4 separate regions of the Mus musculus genome follow, and all the other regions are linked to region 1. Evidence: chromatin contacts called from public Hi-C data. All regions are on one chromosome and are shown on one strand. Each heading gives the region's core, a stretch centred on a gene start, on an enhancer-like site or on the middle of the called end of the contact. The rest is flanking DNA. Distances are from core to core; before and after follow the strand shown. Region 1 overlaps Slc7a11 (solute carrier family 7 (cationic amino acid transporter, y+ system), member 11). Region 2 has its middle 16 kb from the start of Gm23096. Region 3 holds the start of Pcdh18 (protocadherin 18). Region 4 has its middle 59 kb from the start of Gm35756.

The links. A called contact is a pair of places that touch in the nucleus more often than the background predicts.
Region 2: a Hi-C map of uterus shows a contact between it and region 1, with 4 times the contacts expected there. The contact joins two enhancer-like sites. A contact is called at or near these places in 1 of 39 promoter capture datasets (cranial neural crest) and 1 of 484 Hi-C or Micro-C datasets (uterus).
Region 3: a Hi-C map of uterus shows a contact between it and region 1, with 7 times the contacts expected there. The contact joins the promoter of Pcdh18 here to the enhancer-like site in region 1. A contact is called at or near these places in 3 of 39 promoter capture datasets (cranial neural crest, frontonasal cranial neural crest and maxillary cranial neural crest), 6 of 484 Hi-C or Micro-C datasets (granulosa cells, myocytes, nephron progenitors and 3 more) and 4 of 115 datasets of contacts at active chromatin or transcription factors (astrocytes, craniofacial prominence, embryonic forebrain and 1 more).
Region 4: a Hi-C map of nephron progenitors shows a contact between it and region 1, with 2.1 times the contacts expected there. The contact joins two enhancer-like sites. A contact is called at or near these places in 2 of 484 Hi-C or Micro-C datasets (nephron progenitors and uterus) and 1 of 115 datasets of contacts at active chromatin or transcription factors (kidney).

The regions. Positions count from the first base shown.
Region 1 is chr3:50,380,406-50,382,959 of GRCm38.p6, reverse strand. It overlaps Slc7a11 (solute carrier family 7 (cationic amino acid transporter, y+ system), member 11), which reads left to right. Exons shown (of 12, transcript NM_011990.2): 8 at 982-1,085; 9 at 1,892-1,988. Among named protein-coding and RNA genes, the nearest start is that of Slc7a11, 62 kb to the left of the region's middle. Within about 2 kb of position 1,264, at least 72 of the 459 cell types and tissues checked have an H3K27ac peak or open chromatin away from gene starts, as enhancers often do. A contact at or near this core is called in embryonic forebrain, nephron progenitors, neural progenitor cells and 1 more, where this site is marked.
Region 2 is chr3:49,641,356-49,643,909 of GRCm38.p6, reverse strand. It overlaps the pseudogene Gm29741. Among named protein-coding and RNA genes, the nearest start is that of Gm23096, 16 kb to the left of the region's middle. Within about 2 kb of position 1,264, at least 101 of the 459 cell types and tissues checked have an H3K27ac peak or open chromatin away from gene starts, as enhancers often do. A contact at or near this core is called in uterus, where this site is marked.
Region 3 is chr3:49,756,052-49,758,605 of GRCm38.p6, reverse strand. It overlaps Pcdh18 (protocadherin 18), which reads left to right and starts at 1,290. Exons shown (of 4, transcript NM_130448.3): 1 at 1,290-2,554. The coding sequence starts at 1,742.
Region 4 is chr3:50,983,021-50,985,574 of GRCm38.p6, reverse strand. No RefSeq gene overlaps it. Among named protein-coding and RNA genes, the nearest start is that of Gm35756, 59 kb to the left of the region's middle. Within about 2 kb of position 1,279, at least 52 of the 459 cell types and tissues checked have an H3K27ac peak or open chromatin away from gene starts, as enhancers often do. A contact at or near this core is called in nephron progenitors and uterus, where this site is marked.

The DNA.
Region 1 (2,554 bases), core at 15-2,514:
TATCAGCAACACCCACAGGGAACGGTTAACTCCTGTCCTGTGAACCAGTGTCTGAGGGCTTTGTCCACTGCAGTGCTGTCAGGCAGTGAAATGGACAAAGCTTCCGGTGTCTGGTCGGTTGCCTCACGTTTCTAGGCAAAGGGCAGCACTAATTTGTGGAAAGCATAATGGGGTCTGCTAATTGCATAACACCAGCTGCATCAAGGACAATGAAAAAAAAATCTTATATTAACAACAACAACAACAACAAACAGCATCCTTTATACAAATGTGCAAGACTACCCCCATGACAGCCTAGGAGGAAAGCTTAGAACTTTGTCTACCATTTATTTCATTTATTTATAGTTTCTGTCGCTTGTCAGGATTGGAATTTTGTTCTAGCCTTTTACAGGAAACCCTGGAAGGAAATGATGGCCTCCTAGGGTGGGGGAGGGCTGACTCCATAAACAGGTTCAGCTGGTAGGGCTTACCCGGTAAAGAACCTCCAGAGTGGCTCACTCCTGTGATGAAATGGTCAACTTGTCTATTGTTTTGATTTATCCTCCCGAACTGAGGTTGGTATGTGAAACAAGTACCCGAAACACTCGCCAGTGTGTATCTATACCTCTTCATACAAAGGTGGCTTTCTGGGATTGTGCAGAACAATTTCTGTCTCTAAATGTAGAATTTCCGAACTGAGCCCCTTCCTCTTATCGGAGGCGATAGTTGATAAAGAGTCAGTAAACGGATCGTTGCTTTGGAGGGACAGAGAAGGCGACTGCTTAGACCTTTGCCCACAGGTCTGAGACAAGGAATGCCGTGGTACCCGCTGCTGGTGATTGTCTTGTGGAGTCAGTTTGACCCTAACGAAAAAGAAGGATTATAAAACATTCACGTAGCACCAGGCTAATAGAAAGTCAAAGAGCAAGTTTGGCCTAAATTGTTTCATTTTATTCCACTTTCGGGGAAAGCATTAATTTGTTCCGTTCTTTCCTTCCTCAGACCTTCTCTGAGCGGCTGCTGGGAAAATTCTCATTAGCAGTCCCGATCTTTGTTGCCCTCTCCTGCTTCGGCTCCATGAACGGTGGTGTGTTCGCTGTCTCCAGGTGAGGGAGTTCATGTATTTTCAGAAACACATTTTTGTTTTAGAGATTGGATGTGATAAGGATAACTTTTAAAGAGAAAAGCAATAGTTCCTCCGAACCTGTTGTTTTTAAAGGGATATGCGAGTTCCTCGTAGATTCCAGTGAAGCAGGTTTCATTCTGTCCAGTAGAGGGCGCTGCGTGTCTACACATAGCCCACTCTGAGCCAGGCATGCTGCATTTTTAAAAAGAGTGAGTCTACAGGGTCTTATAACGGCCTTTATTTCTAGCGATAAAGTCTTTTGTTTTCCTGAAGGTGCCACGAAAAAGAGTAAAATTGAAAGCAGAAATCACCACTCCACCATCGGTAACCATTTTTTTTCCTTAGTTAGATGGCACAAAAAAATCTTTTTTTTTTTTTTTTTTTTTTTGGTCTATGTTACAGTTTAAATTAGAGAAATGTTAACACAACATGCATGTACATGTGTGTACCTGTGCACTGAATGAGTGCTAGCTTGGACTGACACTAGCAATCTAGCACTGAATTTGCCAGCAGCTACTCAAGTATAGGGAGAACTCCACTCAGTGCAATATTGCTATTGTTTTTCCTCGGAGTGATATAAGATATTTCCCAGACACTGTATGTCCTGAAAAGAGACTTATGATGAAATCTGCCCTTTGTTTCCAAAGCACAACTCAAATGACCAGATAAGAAATGTCAAGATGCCTAGCATGAGGAAGATTCGTCCATATTGCTTCGGGGATTTAAGAATGTTACCCATTTGAATGATTGATTCTATAGTCAACTTCACCGTTTTTCTCCCCGCAGGTTATTCTACGTCGCATCTCGAGAAGGGCACCTTCCGGAAATCCTCTCTATGATTCATGTCCACAAGCACACTCCTCTGCCAGCTGTTATTGTTTTGGTAATGCATATTAACAAGTAATGTAGATACAACCTCACAAAACGGTTAGGAAGGAGGGAATAAACCTGACATCCCGATTCACCACTCAGTTGGTGCTCCATGTATCATTTTCTGGGAGGCCAGAGATGTTGCAATGGCTTGCTTCCATGGCGTGCTTTTGATGTGTATTGGATGCCCTGGGATATGACCCACCTTAGTTCCGTTTCACCTTTGCAGAAATTTGTAAGGTGTGAAGGGAAATGAAGGCTGTGGTTTCTCTCCTTGGCCGAGAACCTCAAAGGAAAGAAAAAGAAAAACCCACAAGGTTACAATCTAAACTCCAGACTCAGAGTTCAGCTGAAAGCAGACTGTGCAAAAATTATCCATTGTCTCCTCCTGGCTCCTGCCATACAACGTAATTCAAAGCATAGATGATAAAACACCAAGCAGAGAAATGGTTCTCCAAGAGTAACTGAGACCTGTGAGAGCAAACCTTAGAAGAAAGAAAACCCCTAAATGCAAACTGTGGAATTCTCTAGGATGGGGACAATATTTGTGAAATGTGGGATACAAAAGGTGTAAGAGCC
Region 2 (2,554 bases), core at 15-2,514, 740 kb after region 1:
CCATCACAGCTCGGGAGATTACTGGCTCCACCTCCTGTAGGCTGATATCTTCCCTGTCCCCGAGGCTGCGCCAGGCCTCCAGGGCCACCTGGTTGATTTGCTCACCGCCAGAACTGCTGATAAATATGAAGATGGTTTGGCGATAGTTGGTCCCATACACAACCCAAGAAGGGCCCAGGAAGAGCAGCGCAGCAAAGCCACTTCCCAGGCCGCCCGAACAGCCGGAGGATCGAGCCCCAGGGCTGGCAGCTGTGCCTCACCACCACCATCTGGTTGAGGCCCAGTTTCGGTCAGAGGCTGCCCACCGCCCTTCATATTATTTTTAACATTTCTTTCTTTTCTCAGACTCTGAAAATATTTGCATTAGTTCCCTGATTTTTCTACTCATATCTGTGTTTTCAACCTTTACAACGATTTGATTTTCCTGTTGCCATGTTATTCCTTTTCGTTTTCTATATTTTTATACATTATTTTATTTATTTACATTACGAATGGCATCCCCCTTCCCTGTTTCCCCTCTTCAAACCCCCTATCCCATCCTCCCTCCACCCTGCTTCCAGGAGGGAGCTCCCCCACCAACCCACCCACCCACTTTTCTAACTTTCTGAAGATGCTCTAATAATTTTCTTACAACTAGGATTTTACTATTACCCGAAATGAAACTTGAATACTATCAGAACACTAAAATCCAGTTTAATGCTTTATCATACTTTTAATAATTAGAATTTTACAGTTTGTTTTAACTATGATGTTTTACAAAGCAGTTGCTTTAAGTAGTAGTTGAGAAGGTCACCACCAATACACATTTTCTAGTAACTAACTCTGTTTGGATCTTTGAATACACTTCTCATACTCTATCAGGGGCATCAGGTACCCGATCCTATCCTTTCTGGGTCTATTACTTTAGGGATTAGGGGAAGGATATTGTTTCATATTTGCTGGTTGTCAAGATAAATTTTTCTTCAATGGCTTGACAAAAAAAATAAATAAATAAAAAGAGGAGGAAACTACATTTTTAAGACCCTGAACCCATTATTCACATTCACCACAAAACTCTGTTACAGAAAATATCTGGAGGATAAAAACAAATTGCTGGTCACACCAGTGAGTGGAAACTGTTGCTCTGGAAAGAAAAGAGTGGAAAAATGAGATGTTTGAGTCACACATTTTGGCTTCCCTCTGACTCTTAGAAGCTAGACAGCCTATTTTCACTTGCATCTGTGTTACTGTCTTTTCTCCATCATGGCCTTGGAATGAACTACTCCAGCAAGGCAGCTTGAAACAAAAACATACATATACATTGGCAGGAGTCTTCAGGCTCTTTTTAGAATCCTGGCTTTTAAGTCAGCTTGGCTCCTGGCCAAAGTTAAAAGAAAAAAGATCAACAGTTAAACAGCTGGTACCAATTATCCTGACTGCAGTGGGTGTACACGCTCAAGTGTCAGAGGAGCAAGCGGAGCCTATGACATAATGGGCTAGTTATTTCAGAACTGGACTGTGGTACTTAGCTCCGCTTGCCAGTTGGCATCTCTTTAAGAAATCTTCAGAGTTATTGCACCCAAACTCTTGTAATCAACAATCACTACTATATTAGTGTGTTTGTGATCCACAGAAATCATCATGAAACTGTGCATTAACTCCACTTGAATTTGTTAGTGGTAAAAAAAATGCCTTAGAAAAAATTAGATAGATAAGTGGTTTCTATAAATACTTGTTTGATAAGCAGTTTGCTTGGACACTAGCACAGAGCTATGTGGCTTGAAATTTGAAATGCACTGTGTTAATTAACAAAACAAAAAACGTATTATTTGAAATGTTTCAACCTGGCAATTTACTTACAATGTATTTTCTCTCAAGTTCATTTATAGAAACAATGAGAAAACTAGAGAGATGCTCAATCCACTTAAAATATACTAAATTTTTGTAATGTATTTTTATATTTAAACTTGATTTTATAATCTATCCTTTTTTAGGAGCTACGTGAAGTTACTTTTCTGTAGAACCAGAAGGAAACTCTTGGCCCTATTGACCAGAAAGAATTTGGAAGAGACAAAAACTCTAGTTGATAAGTTTTCTCCGTGGGAACTACATGTCTAAATTTGGCAAGGTTTACTGGTTTTAATATGTTCCACTCTGAAATAGAAACTCTCTTAAGTTTACTTTAGGAAAAAAATAAATAAATCCATTGCTCTCAATCAGGATGAGCATCTCACAAATCACAAAGAGGATTTTGTAACTAGGCAACCAGGGTCAGGGAGACAGTAAGCAGGGCCTGCTGAACACACAGCAGGCAGAGAGTGAGTCTGAGCTGGGAGGCACAAATTGAACATAGGATTTTGAAGCACTCCTTTTAAAAACACATCATTCCGTAATACCTTGCAGGTGTGTACCATGAAAAGCAGCTGCTCTAAACTCATGCTTTGAAGAAAAAATATTTTATTCAGAATATTCTCCAGAATAAATGTATCCTGATTAGCCAAAGAAAACTGGAAAACAAAACCTTCGGGTCTTTTTGTTACTCATGCCATCTCAGTTGAGTGTTAAGTGGACATTT
Region 3 (2,554 bases), core at 41-2,540, 620 kb after region 1:
TGAAGACAGCTGAGGGATAATGCAAAGGGGGGGTGGGGAGGGTGAGCAAGAATGGAGCCAGAGTGATAAACTTAAAAGGAGCCGCAGAGCAGAAGGAGCATCATAAATAATCATATTTCCCAATAAGAATACCATATCAACCCCGTGACCTGGATACAGCACCAACCTCCTGAGATATTTCCAGCACTCTGATGCACACAAAATGCAATTTTCAGCTCAGGCATTTTATTTCTCAGTGTAAACAACCTTTGGGTTTTTAAAATACATATCTGGAAACTGTTTTCATAAATAATGTATGTATTATAAAAATTTGACTTGTAAACTATTGAGTCCATGTCTCCTCAGAACTCATTGTGAAAACTCACTATGGGTAGATAGTACTCTATTGGAAGAATTCGCTAGGCGAAGGCTACCAATTTTACCCAAGCTATCAATTTTGCCCAAAATAAATAGGATTTTTTTAAGTGCAAGGCTATATATATATATATATATATATATATATATATGGAACAATTTTGCTCAAGCTAAAGAAAGGGCTGAAATAAGGTAGAATTTTTTTGCTAATTAGTTCCAAACTCTGAGGTGTTCCTTTAAATCTTGCTAATTAAGAGAAATCGGGAGTGCAAGATAGGCCCCTTTCTTATCTTCAAAGAGTAAAGATGAAAGAAAGCAGAAAATGAAACCTCTCCACTTGGGCTGTTCTTTAAAACAGAGCTCCAAGAAAATCGGCTTGCTGCTCCTTGGAGGAGAAAAGACCCGCCGAGGGGGAGGGGGTGTGTGCATAATTAGAAGCAAGTTTCCCCATTTTATTAAATTCCTCCACCGACAAAATTCACTTGGAGGTATTTTAAGTGAAACCAGCAGTTAAGGAACCCTGAAAAAAGCAAGATGATTACATGTTTGTAGCAGAAGAAAAGATCAATTAAGAAAACAAGAACTATTTAATGTGCCATATATAAATACAGGCGACCAGAAGTTGATTTAAAGTTTTTTTCTTCCTTTCTTTTTCCTTCCCTCCCGGTCTCCCCACCCCCACACCGCTCTCCTGCTGTAATTTGTCTCCCCTTTGTCGCGGCACGCTTGGAGAAAGTGGATGGAGATGGAGGAGGGGCGGGAGGGCTGAACCCCACCCCCGGCCGCGCTCCCGCGCCCCTAGCGGGTCCCCAACCCGCGCCCGCCACCCTCCCGCTCCCACCCTCCACGCGCGCCCTCCCTCGCTCCGGTGACTCCAGCAGCTTCGGATTTGGAAGCTCGCTGATTGGCTGGAAGCGATTCAACACACGCCAGGCAAAGAGCTTTGTCTGAGTTGAAGTGAAGTTGTAGAGATTTTCAGACTGGAGTCAGCAATCACCGGTGTTTAGTCTGCAGCGGAGCAGAGAAAAGGAAAGGGGGGAAAATCAAGAATCGCCCGGGAAACACAGACTGCAGACTCCGCCAGCACCCTGCAATAGATGGGGACGGAGTCCACGCGGGGAGCCAGGCCGAGGTGACACGCTGCTCCCAGCCAGGAGGACCAGCGGCCACCCCTACCAGGAAGGGACTTCACGCTCCTATCTGGAAGTCGCCAAACGGTGTGTATGAAAACTGAAGTTTGCGAGCTGTTTAATTGCTGTGTGATTAAGAGTCGCTTTCAAGACTCTGAGACCCGATGTGGCTTAGAGCTCTGAGTGGCTGGGAGGAAGTTGAAGGGATTGCTGGGCTCTTCTAACTCGCCCTGAGAAGGGAATCTAGCAACTGACCAATGCACCAAATGAATACTAAAATGCACTTTAGATTTGCACTTGCACTTCTGATGGCGTTTTTCAGCCACGATGTCCTGGCTAAGAATCTGAAATACAGGATTTATGAGGAGCAGAGGGTCGGATCGGTAATTGCTAGACTATCAGAAGATGTGGCTGATGTTTTATTGAAGCTACCAAATCCTTCTGCTGTTCGTTTTCGAGCCATGCCACGGGGGAATTCTCCTCTCCTGGTCGTAAATGAGAATACCGGAGAAATCAGCATAGGGGCTAAAATTGACCGCGAGCAACTATGCCAAAAAAACTTGAACTGTTCGATAGAGTTTGATGTGCTCACTCTGCCGACCGAGCATCTGCAGCTGTTCCACATTGAAGTGGACGTGCTGGACATTAATGACAATTCCCCCCAATTCTCGAGACCCGTCATTCCCATTGAGATATCGGAGAGCGCAGCAGTTGGGACTCGTATCCCCCTGGACAGTGCGTTCGACCCAGATGTTGGGGAAAATTCCCTCCACACCTACTCGCTCTCTGCTAATGATTATTTTAATATCGAAGTGCGAACCAGGACAGACGGGGCCAAGTACGCTGAACTCATAGTGGTGAAAGAGTTGGATCGGGAGCTGAAGGCTAGCTACGAGCTTCAGCTCACCGCCTCCGACATGGGAGTGCCTCAGAGGTCTGGCTCCTCCATCCTGAAAATCAGCATTTCGGATTCCAACGACAACAGCCCGGCCTTTGAGCAGCCTTCTTACACAATACAACTCTTAGAAAACTCCCCAGTTGGAACCTTGCTCCTTGATCTAAATGCCACC
Region 4 (2,554 bases), core at 30-2,529, 600 kb before region 1:
GGTCACAAGGTGAGTGACAGGCTTGCCGTTGCTCTCTCTCTCCAAAAGTGCTTGTGCTCATATATCTCTCTATAGATCTAGACGGGGAGAGGATATAGTTCACGTTGACCCATGATTGTTTTCTTCCCCAAATTTCTGTGTCTGAGCAATAAGCTCTGATCTTAAATTTTATTTGGCAAGTTACAGAGTGTGCTAGTTTATCAGAGAGGTAACAAATGGATTTTTTTTCCTTCTGAATTTCAATGAAAGAGGAGTATTCATCTTCAGTATTGATCTACTGTGCCTAGGGGTGCTTGGGTGATTAGCACTCTCCTGTATTTATAGAGAATCTGCACTTCATAAATGTCGAAAGGCACTTTGCTTTACATAAGTGGCCGTGTTCCGACATCTCACAAAGTTAGCAATTATCACGAGCACCACGTTGGGGAAGGTGGGAAGTAAATAATCGCAGAGGGGAGTCAGCATGGTTCTTGCTAGAACGGGGCCACAAGGAGATGTTCTTCCTGCTCTGTTTTACTTGGGCTGCATGTCCTTGACCCACGGAGACATGGGGGACTTTCTGAGCTCCATTTTGGTTTTCTGCATCAAAGGTCTCCTTCTCATGAGGTTGAATGCCAAGTGGTCCAAGAAACCGACATACCAAACAAGCAAACAAACGAGCAAACAAACAAAATCTTCTTTCCACTTGGGATGCCCATGCTGAGACAGGAGAAAACTTCATCTTGAGTCTAGGAATCAGAAAGGGTAGTCTTTGGGGGGTTCTGTGGAATTATTATATTAAGGTTTATAAAGAACCTTTTATATACTTTTGTGACAATATAAGTGAATATTTCAGACAATTTTTGAAATTGGAGATAGAAGGCTCCTAAGCAGTGTTTGTGAGCTGCCCTGACCATTTAACCTTCACCAAACTGACCAGCTCTTTCATGTCCTGCAGACAAGATCAGTGCCTGTAGAGGTTTTTCTTGGTCTTCAATAAAGCCTCTGAAAAGTTGTCATAGCAACAGTGGCAACAGATAATAAAACAGGCTGAGAAGGTGGCCTCACTGGCCTTCAGGCTTTGTTAGCTGATGCTGTCCTGGGCTGTAATGGCTTGTTCACAGATAACATTTCATTTCAAAAATGCTCGATTTTGGAGACCCCTAGAAGAGGCATATCTTGTCCTCAAAATGACCACTTAGGCCTCCCTCCTTTGTACCCTCCGTCTGTACGGTTAGCCTGTGCTCGATCCGTGGGCACAGAGATTGCCATTCTCAGTTGAGTTATTCCTGATCGTGAGCTTGCTGGATGATGTTAAGCTGGGGCTTGTCATCTTTCCTCAATTGCTTTCCGTGGATCACTGCGTTTTCCAGCACTGTGTGGGAGTCGTGTGAAGCTCTCTTTGTTCAGTCTGCCAGCGGAGTCTGAGATGTCCTGGGTGTTTTTCCAGCAGGCTGCTATCACCTACACATGGTTGTTATGCATGTTATGGCTCTTGCATTTAATGATTGTGTTAAATGATGTTGCTTTCATGGTTCGGAGGGATGGTGTGCAAAGGCTCCGTGTATTTTAGGATGCTGGGACTGAGTGATGTGTTCCATCTGTCTCTCTGGCACAAGTTTTTACTTCAAGTTTTCTGTGTTAAGGGTCTGAGGTTGTCACATTTATGTCATTTCTTCTCAGTGTCAAAACTTGTCATGTCTTCTCAATAGATTAAGGAAAAGAAATTCTACTTTCAGTTTTTGTCCTTGTTTGATGCTTGTGGCCTGATTTCTGGCATTTAAAAAAGACTTCAGGATTTCTTTGAAAGTTGCAGTTTTGGTCCTTTATCTGCCCGGGTGTTTACTTGCCTCTATTTCTTCCATGTGTGTTTTCTTCCTCTTCCTCTTTCTCTTCCTCCTCCTCTTCTTCCTCCTCTTCCTCCTACTTCTCCTCTGTCTTCTTTTTTCTTGATGCTGAGGACTGAACCCAGGGTCTGTGCATGCTAAGCACACACGCTACCTCTGAGCTGCCCTATCCAGTCTGCTTCTTAAGCAAGACTTTCCGTGGCTCTTCTACTGACCCTACAGGAACACAATAGGCACCTCATAAAATTTTGCTCACGTTAAATTTCAGGTTGGATTCAGAGAAGGCGCCATTTGAATGAATGCTGTTTTACTGGGCCATGTGTATGCTGAGGTGTTTCAGAGGGTTATGGCCTTATGTCAGGCAGCAGATTAGAGCTGAACTCACCCTGCTGATAACCCGCCATTCCCTGTGTAAATCAAGAGCAGATGTGCAAGCTGCAGGCAGAGAGTGCAGACTGACACAGTTCTACAAGCTGACCTGATAAGTAAGAATATTCATAGGCTGATGAAAATGTTTAAAAAGGAATATTTGTACACTGGAAAAAATCGCACATTGGAAAAATGCCCACAACTGCTCCGGGAAAGCCAAACCCATAGTCATTCTACTCTTGAGGAAGCCAAATCTATTTTGGGGTATTTTGAAAATCAGATTTATTGCCGTGATTATTTGAAATACTCTTCTAGAGAGAGAACAAAGGATGTATTTTGTCTTTCATCCCAATAACTCG